Linked DNA regions of Mus musculus: region 1 is linked to region 2. The links are chromatin contacts, called in public Hi-C maps. All regions are on one chromosome and are shown on one strand. The core of a region is the stretch at or near the end of the contact, and the rest is flanking DNA. Distances in the headings are between cores, read along the strand shown. Region 1 overlaps Gm11413 (predicted gene 11413). Region 2 holds the start of Ttc39b (tetratricopeptide repeat domain 39B).

The links. Hi-C and Micro-C count contacts between places; a contact is called where the count stands out from the background.
Region 1: a contact with region 2 is called in a Hi-C map of the C2C12 cell line, with 2.0 times the contacts expected there. The contact joins the enhancer-like site here to the promoter of Ttc39b in region 2. A contact is called at or near these places in 2 of 39 promoter capture datasets (the C10 cell line and macrophages), 1 of 15 datasets of contacts at CTCF or cohesin (CD8 T cells), 10 of 484 Hi-C or Micro-C datasets (the C2C12 cell line, the HL-1 cell line, brown adipocytes and 7 more), 6 of 115 datasets of contacts at active chromatin or transcription factors (the 230-238 cell line, CD8 T cells, a colorectal cancer cell line and 3 more) and 3 of 9 other capture datasets (adipose tissue, liver and pancreatic islet).

What each region holds. Positions count from the first base shown.
Region 1 is chr4:83,378,000-83,381,526 of GRCm38.p6, forward strand. It overlaps Gm11413 (predicted gene 11413), which reads right to left. Exons shown (of 3, transcript NR_045450.1): 3 at 318-1,480. Among named protein-coding and RNA genes, the nearest start is that of Gm11184, 3.3 kb to the right of the region's middle. Within about 2 kb of position 1,947, at least 35 of the 459 cell types and tissues checked have an H3K27ac peak or open chromatin away from gene starts, as enhancers often do. A contact at or near this core is called in the C2C12 cell line, the HL-1 cell line, a colorectal cancer cell line and 2 more, where this site is marked.
Region 2 is chr4:83,322,403-83,325,772 of GRCm38.p6, forward strand. Ttc39b (tetratricopeptide repeat domain 39B) reads right to left here and starts at 1,787. Exons shown (of 20, transcript NM_027238.2): 1 at 1,669-1,787. The coding sequence starts at 1,710. It overlaps Gm42306 (a long non-coding RNA gene), which reads left to right and starts at 368. Exons shown (of 3, transcript XR_881382.3): 1 at 368-2,365; 2 at 3,088-3,350.

The DNA of each region.
Region 1 (3,527 bases), core at 697-3,196, 56 kb after region 2:
CTTAAGACTCAGTTATTTGCTCTGCTCCAGTAACCCTGACTATTTTACCCACCAATTCCTCCATTTTGAAAACCCCTATACCATATAAGTCTTGTCTTCTACACATCCATGGCTGACCACTGGGACCCTGCCTTAGGGGGAGGCAGCCTGTGTACGTGAATAAAAAGCTTGCTTTACTTAATACGGACATGACGGCTTGGGTCAGTGGCTCTCTCCTGCCGTCTCTGGAATTAACACATGCTCTACCTCATTTCCGTGGTCCATGCTCACAGTGGCATTTTAAGGTTCCCTGACCCTTCTACATTTTCATTTTTATTGTAGCCATACTAGAAACTGCCTCAAATAATCTCTAACAAAGGAGAATAAACATACAAAACAATCCTGTCAGGCCAGGCATGATGGTACACACCTTTAATTCTGTCACTGGGGAGGCAGAGGCAGATGGATCTTTGTGAGTTTGAAGCCAGCGTGGTGTACATGATGAGTTTCAGGTGGGCTAGGGCTATACAGTAAGACCCTGTTTCAAATAAATAAATAAATAAATAAATAAGAAAACAAACGGTGATCGTGTGGTGGTTTGGATGAGAAGTGTTCCCGTAGGCTGGTGTATTTGAACACTTGGTTCTCAGTGGGTGGCGCTGATTAGAGGGGCTATGGGATCTTTAGGAGACAGAGTCTTAAAGGAGTAGGTAAATTACTGAAGCCAGGCTTTGGGGGTTTGTAGCCTCATCCACTTGACATTCTCTCTGCACTGGCTGGTGCATCTCTCTGCTACTCCATGTAGTGTCTTCTCTTAAGTTATATACACAGCATTTGCTTCTGCGGGCTTCTGCCACCCACAGAATTTAATTACAAATTCTAGGGTCCATTCCTCAGCTGTCACTTCTCTTTACCTGCTTCCTAACCATTTGTCCCTCGTTTCTCTGCATGTTGTGCTGCCCTGCTCTGCTCTCCATATGGGTACCTACATGTTTCTCTGGCCTCTCTTGCTACTTCATAGCTGTGATTTTGTTGTTGTTATGACCTGTAATATAAAAATCTGAGAAGCAGGATATCTAATATGCCACCACTGTGAAAGGGTCATTTGACTCCCAAAGGGGTTGGGACCCACAGGTTGAGAACCACTGCTCTAAAGGAGCAGAACTGGTAGAATGCATCTAAATTTAGATATAGAAAGGGGATGTGTTAGAGTAGCCTACAGGCTGTGGTTTAGCTAATCCAAACAATGACTGTCTGCCAACAGAAATTCCAAGAATCTAGTATCAGAATGTTGTTCAGTCCACAGGGCTGAATATCTCAGCTGAGTATCTTCAGTTTATGCTAAAATCTTCAAGACATAATCTCTGATGCCACTGGAGGAATGGGCTTGTCAGCAATGGAGAGGAAAGTCAAGCCAAGTGAAAGCAATCTTCCTTTTTCCATTTCTTTATGTAGGCTTCCAGCAGAAGGTGTGGCCCAGATTAAAGGTCGATCTTCCCATCTTCAAAAGAAACAGATTAAAAGTGGATCGTTCCCACTTCAAATGATTTAATTGAGGAAAAAGAAATCCATCATAGTTACCCAAGACAATGTTTCCAGAAGGACATACCAATGTACCCCAGGAGGCACAGTGTTTTCCCATGGAATGCAATGACATGTGTTTGAATCAGAAGGCCCAGAAGGCCATAAAGCACAGAAACTGTCCATTATAAAATGGAGGCAGCATATTATGTGATCAGGCCAGAGCAGGTCGTAAGGATACAAACTACTTACATAAACCTGTCTAAATGTCCATGCTCCTCACTTATGTTACAAGGCTTTCTGTACACAGGCAAGCATCTATAACTTCGTGGAAGATGCTCTATGATTGGTAGAAGAAGAGCATGCTAGGGCCTGGTTCACTGCTGGTTCTCCACTCTAGGCAGGAATGATCCAGGCGTGGGCAGTTATGTTACAGCACTTTCCCAGAACGGCCCTCAAAGGCTCTGGTGAAGAGAAACCAGCACAGTGCGCAGGAGCCCAGGCACTTCACAGAGACATACACTTTGCCCGGTGAGAGGAAAAATGGCCAGATATATGGTTACATACTTATTCATGGCTGTAGCCACTGGTTTGGCTGGACGATCAGGGACATGGAAGGAGCATGATTATGAAACTAGTGAAAAAGTCACCTTTCTCTAAATGGGCAAAGGACATGAAAATACACGTATCCCAGGGGCAGCCATTCAACAAACAGACCCTGGAACTTCACAGGTGAGAGCAAGCCCCCAGATATGCCCCACCATTATGTTCTGTATCCAAACGACTAAGAAAAACTGATCCCTGAGCCAAATAGTAGCAAGATGCTGACAGGATATAAGTCACCACTTTGCCATCTTGGCCACATAAAAAAATCGTCTGGGAAGCTCTTTCAAAATCCTGGTGCCTGGCTCCAGTGTGATTCATTTGGTTTGAACTGGGGCCAAGGCATTAACAATGCATAAACTCTACAGAGACTAACTTGTACCCAAGCTACAAATATCTGATTTGCCTACCTACATGATTGGGAAACCCAATGATTTCACTGACATAGGAAACGGCTTTTGTTCTCAGGTCTCTAAGTGGTATAACTAGTATGATGGTAGCCAGGGGTAACAACCACAATTACCTAAGAAAAGTAAGACCGGAAAAACCATTAGGAGGCTAAAGGTCATGGTTTAAACACGAAATGTCTCCCATAGGGTTATGTGTTTGAACACTTGGTCTCCAGCTAGGGGTGCTGTTCAATAGGTTATAGAAATATTAGAAGATAGAGTCTTGCTGTGTGGTGGTGGCACAGGATCCCAGTACCAGGGAGGCAGAGGCAAGCAGATCTCTGTGAGTTCAAGGGCAGCATGGTCTACATAGTGAGTTCCCAGATAGCTAGGCTATATAGCAAAACCCTGTCTGGGGTGGGGGTGGGGGTGAGGAAGGACCTTGCTGGGGAAAGTATATCATAGGAAGATGGGCTGATATTTTTATAACCTGGTCCTGCTCCCTCTTCGCTCTCCTTCCTGACTACCTCATCTTCTTACAGACATGCCTTCCTATAATGAATGACTGTTCAGGTCCTGGACTGTAAGTCAAAATAAACCCTTTATTTCTTAAGTTGATTTCTTGGGGTGTTCTATCAGAGCAGCAGAAAAGAAACAAATACCCCTGTTATCCAACTACTTGAGAAACTGAGGCAGAAGGATATAGGGTTCAAAGGAAGTCTAGGCTAGATGGCCAGACCTGTATCAAGAAGACAGGAGGAGAATCAAAGCTGAAAATCAGTAAAGACACATATTCAGCAAAAGCAGATGATAAACAAAGGCAGTTTGATTGGCTGTGTCATAAGCAACAGGTTTTTAAAACACTGGCACTGTGGGAAAGAGTAGACCAGTCAGAGGGTGGGTTTTTAAAGTACTCCCAGCATCAAGGGCACAGGAACGCCAGCCTGAGAGCCCTGACAATCAAAATTAACCCACCAGAAGGAATTCAGCAAGCTGTCATACTCTGGTCCAGTGTAAAAATTATTCCAGGCCAAT
Region 2 (3,370 bases), core at 537-3,036:
TAGATTTGGCAGGAACAAAAAGTCCCTTTGTGCCTTGTCCATCATTGGGAGCTTATCAGTAATAAGGCAAAAACTGAGGTCTGATGGAGGCATATCTTTTCTGCAGTCATGCAGTCACTCAACAAACATGTATTCAAGTCTTTGTGCCAGGCTGTCTGCTGCTCTGATACCTAACTTCGACATGAGCTCTTGAGTTTGTTTTATTGGCAGTTGACAGAGTAACCTTCATCTCAATATGCCAAGACAATCCCATTTAACATCTACTGTTATGGCTTGCATTTCTTCAACAGTGAGCCAGAGTCAGAAATACCACTCTATAGTTAGGAGCTACTCTGGGTCTTGATTGTTTTTTTTTTTTTTTCTTTATTACGGAAGAAAAAAAAATATCCATGCTAGTCGATTTTTCTATGTGTCTAGACCTGGTTAGCCTTGAATTTGTGATTCTCCTGACTCAGCCATCTGAGTGCTGAGATTACAGACCAGGCTCAGGATTGTTCTTTCATTTTCAATACAAATAGATTAAATGGTTATGGACAGGGAAGCAGCTGGAGACAAGCCTGGGATAAGCTATTGAGACTGTACAACAGCCTCCATCATGCCAAGACTGTGGCTATTTAATGTATACACAAGAGGGAACGTTAGAAACTCTTGAGGAAGTAGTAGATGGTCAAAGTACCGTAGTAGTGTGTTACCTGGATTACGAATGTAAAATTTAAAAGCGCAGGCAACAGGCCATGCCAAAAGACTGCCTAAAGCTATAAATAAAAGTTGTCACAGAAGAAAATAGTAACAAATATTCTATCTCATTGTTTGCCTTGTGTGTCCTTAGAAGGTCCAGCAACACATCCATGCCCCCTGGGCAAGCGCTAATTCCCTGGTGTGTGGTCTTGGGCCCACACCGCAAGGCTGGTCCTCAGAAAGCTCTGGTTCGCCGCCTTAACTGTCTGTAGCATAAAGATTGATCCTTGGGGTTTTGATCGGTTCTTAATGTCAACATTTAAAGCACAGTATTTACTCGTTACCAGGATCTTCTGGCAGTAAAGACCGAATCCTAACTCACTCGCCTCCTCCACATCACCCATCTATTGCATCATTGGAAATCAAGGCTTTCTCAGGCCGCGACTTGTAAAATTCAAGTCAGGTAAAATGGCAGCAGAGGCGGCGGCAGGAGCCTGACCCTCAACTTGAGAGCAGAGCGCGCGCTCCCAGCAGCAGCTGAAGGAAGCGCTGAAATCAACAGGTCGGGCGCCCCCGCCCGGGAGCGTTCAGACCCCGGCGCCGCGCGAGGACCCGGTAGGTCACTTCGGTAGCCTAGAGAGGCGAGGCCGCCGGCGATTCTGGACAAGGGACCTTTCCCGGCCGCGGGGCTCAGGCTCCGGCCCTCGGTCCCGGGGTGACTAGACAGCCGTACCCCACCCGCCCGGCGGACACCTCGCGGAACTTCCACAGAAAGCGACACAGAAGTCGAGTCCAGAACGGTTCCGCAAAAGCCCATAGGGTCCAAGGAGGCTCAGGCTGGCCCGGGCTGCTCTGCCTGGCCCCGTGGGACGCTCCTCGGCGTGAAGGACAGCCCTGCCCACCCTCCGTGCCAGCGGAGGCTCCGCATCCCTCCCACGCCCGCCGGTGCCCGCCGGTGCCCGGACCAGCCCGCTCTGCCTGTCCTCGCACCTCGTCCGCGTCCAATTCCACTCGGCTGCCCACGAGCGCCATGTTCCCCTCCGCGGCGGCCGCACACCCACAGGGAACTCAGAACCGACTCTTTTCTGGCTCTGGGTTCAGCCCAGCACGGGTGGAGGAGGAACCAGGCGGCCCCGAGCGACCGGACCGAGCTGTCCCCGCCCCCGGCGCCGCGGTATCCACTGCGCACCCAGTACCCCAGCGGATGCCAGGCTAATGCCCCGCCCCCTCGCCGGATAGCCCCGCCCCGGCACGCGGCCTCCTTAGAGAGCAGCCAACCAGGTTCCGTGGGGAGGAGTCACCCACAGAGTCAGCGGGTGCTCGGGAAAAGGACCTCTGGGGTACTGGCCTCCCTAGAGGATTGGCAGGAGCCTGGCGCCGTGACTGGAGCGCGCAGAGCTGACAACCCAAGGTCGTGGCTGCGCTCCCTCTGTGGCTAGTGGTCCACCTGGTCCTTGGTCTGGAACCAGAGCGTTTACTTCGCCCAGAGGACAGAGCATCTGACAGATGCAGCTAGAGGACAGCTATGGGTCACTGGTCACCTAGAGGCATCTGACACATCACATGCCCAAGTCGCTGTGTCAAGAACATCCTCTCCAAGAGATAGGAGCTCTGTTTTGCCTCTGTGTTTGCGAAGTAACGGCTTCGGTGTAACTCAGAGCCCTGTACATCTCCCAGCACGGTCCAGGTTTTTATTGCTACACCATCTCTCACTCAGCCTTCTGTAAATCCAAATAGACATAATTTGTGCTTCAATTATCCATGAGGATAAGGATGCTGTCTTTTTCTATGCTATATCCCTAGAACCTAGAACAATGTTTTTTGACTGTATTTAGAAATTGATTCCTGTTTCTGACTTGCAAAATAACTGAGCTATCCAACTGGGAAAAAAAAAGTTAAAACTATAAATATTTAGGGTTGAGAGTCAGTTTTATTTTAAACTCCCCTAACGGTGTAATTTGGTAACAAATGTTACAAGACACCCCACTCATATAGAGCATCCCAAAAATGTCCTATCCCTGTTCTGTGGTGTCCCCAGACACCAAACTTCTATCGTTGCTATCACCCCATCTCTCCCCACTTTGTTGTATGCAGTCATTTACATACTCAGTATCTATCTGATTTATGAAATACGGCTTATCGGTCTGTAAACATAAAAACAGGAAACTAATTGTAATTGAGAACTAATCGTGTACTAGGACTATGCTGGGGCCCTTGTATGTTTTGTCTCACTTATTCTCATAGGAAGAGGGACACTGTTTAGTAAGAGTTTAAGTCACTTTCCTAGGGTCAGGCTGCTAAGTAAAACAGTGATGCCAGAATCAGAAACGCAGTCTGGCGGCAGCACCTGGCTAATAGCCGGTCTCTCTGTGACTACAGCCAACCTTCTTTTCTCCCTGTGGATTTCAGGAGACTAGCTGAGAGGAGGCCTATTAACACACATTTCCCAGGAGTCACCATGGCATCCTTGATACCAGCTTCATGATGTTATTGTCTCCAAGTGTCTTTGACACAGCAGCAGTTAAGACCAATGAAGGTAAAAACTCCTCCTGGTCAAGAGAATACTAGATATTAATCTGGTTGGAGAATTGACATTTTTGTAAGGCATGTCAATCATCTGGCTAAGACACTGCCCCTTAGAAGGCGGGTTCTTCTGTAGCCACGTTAAAAAGGTAAGTGGAATGCTTCTTTC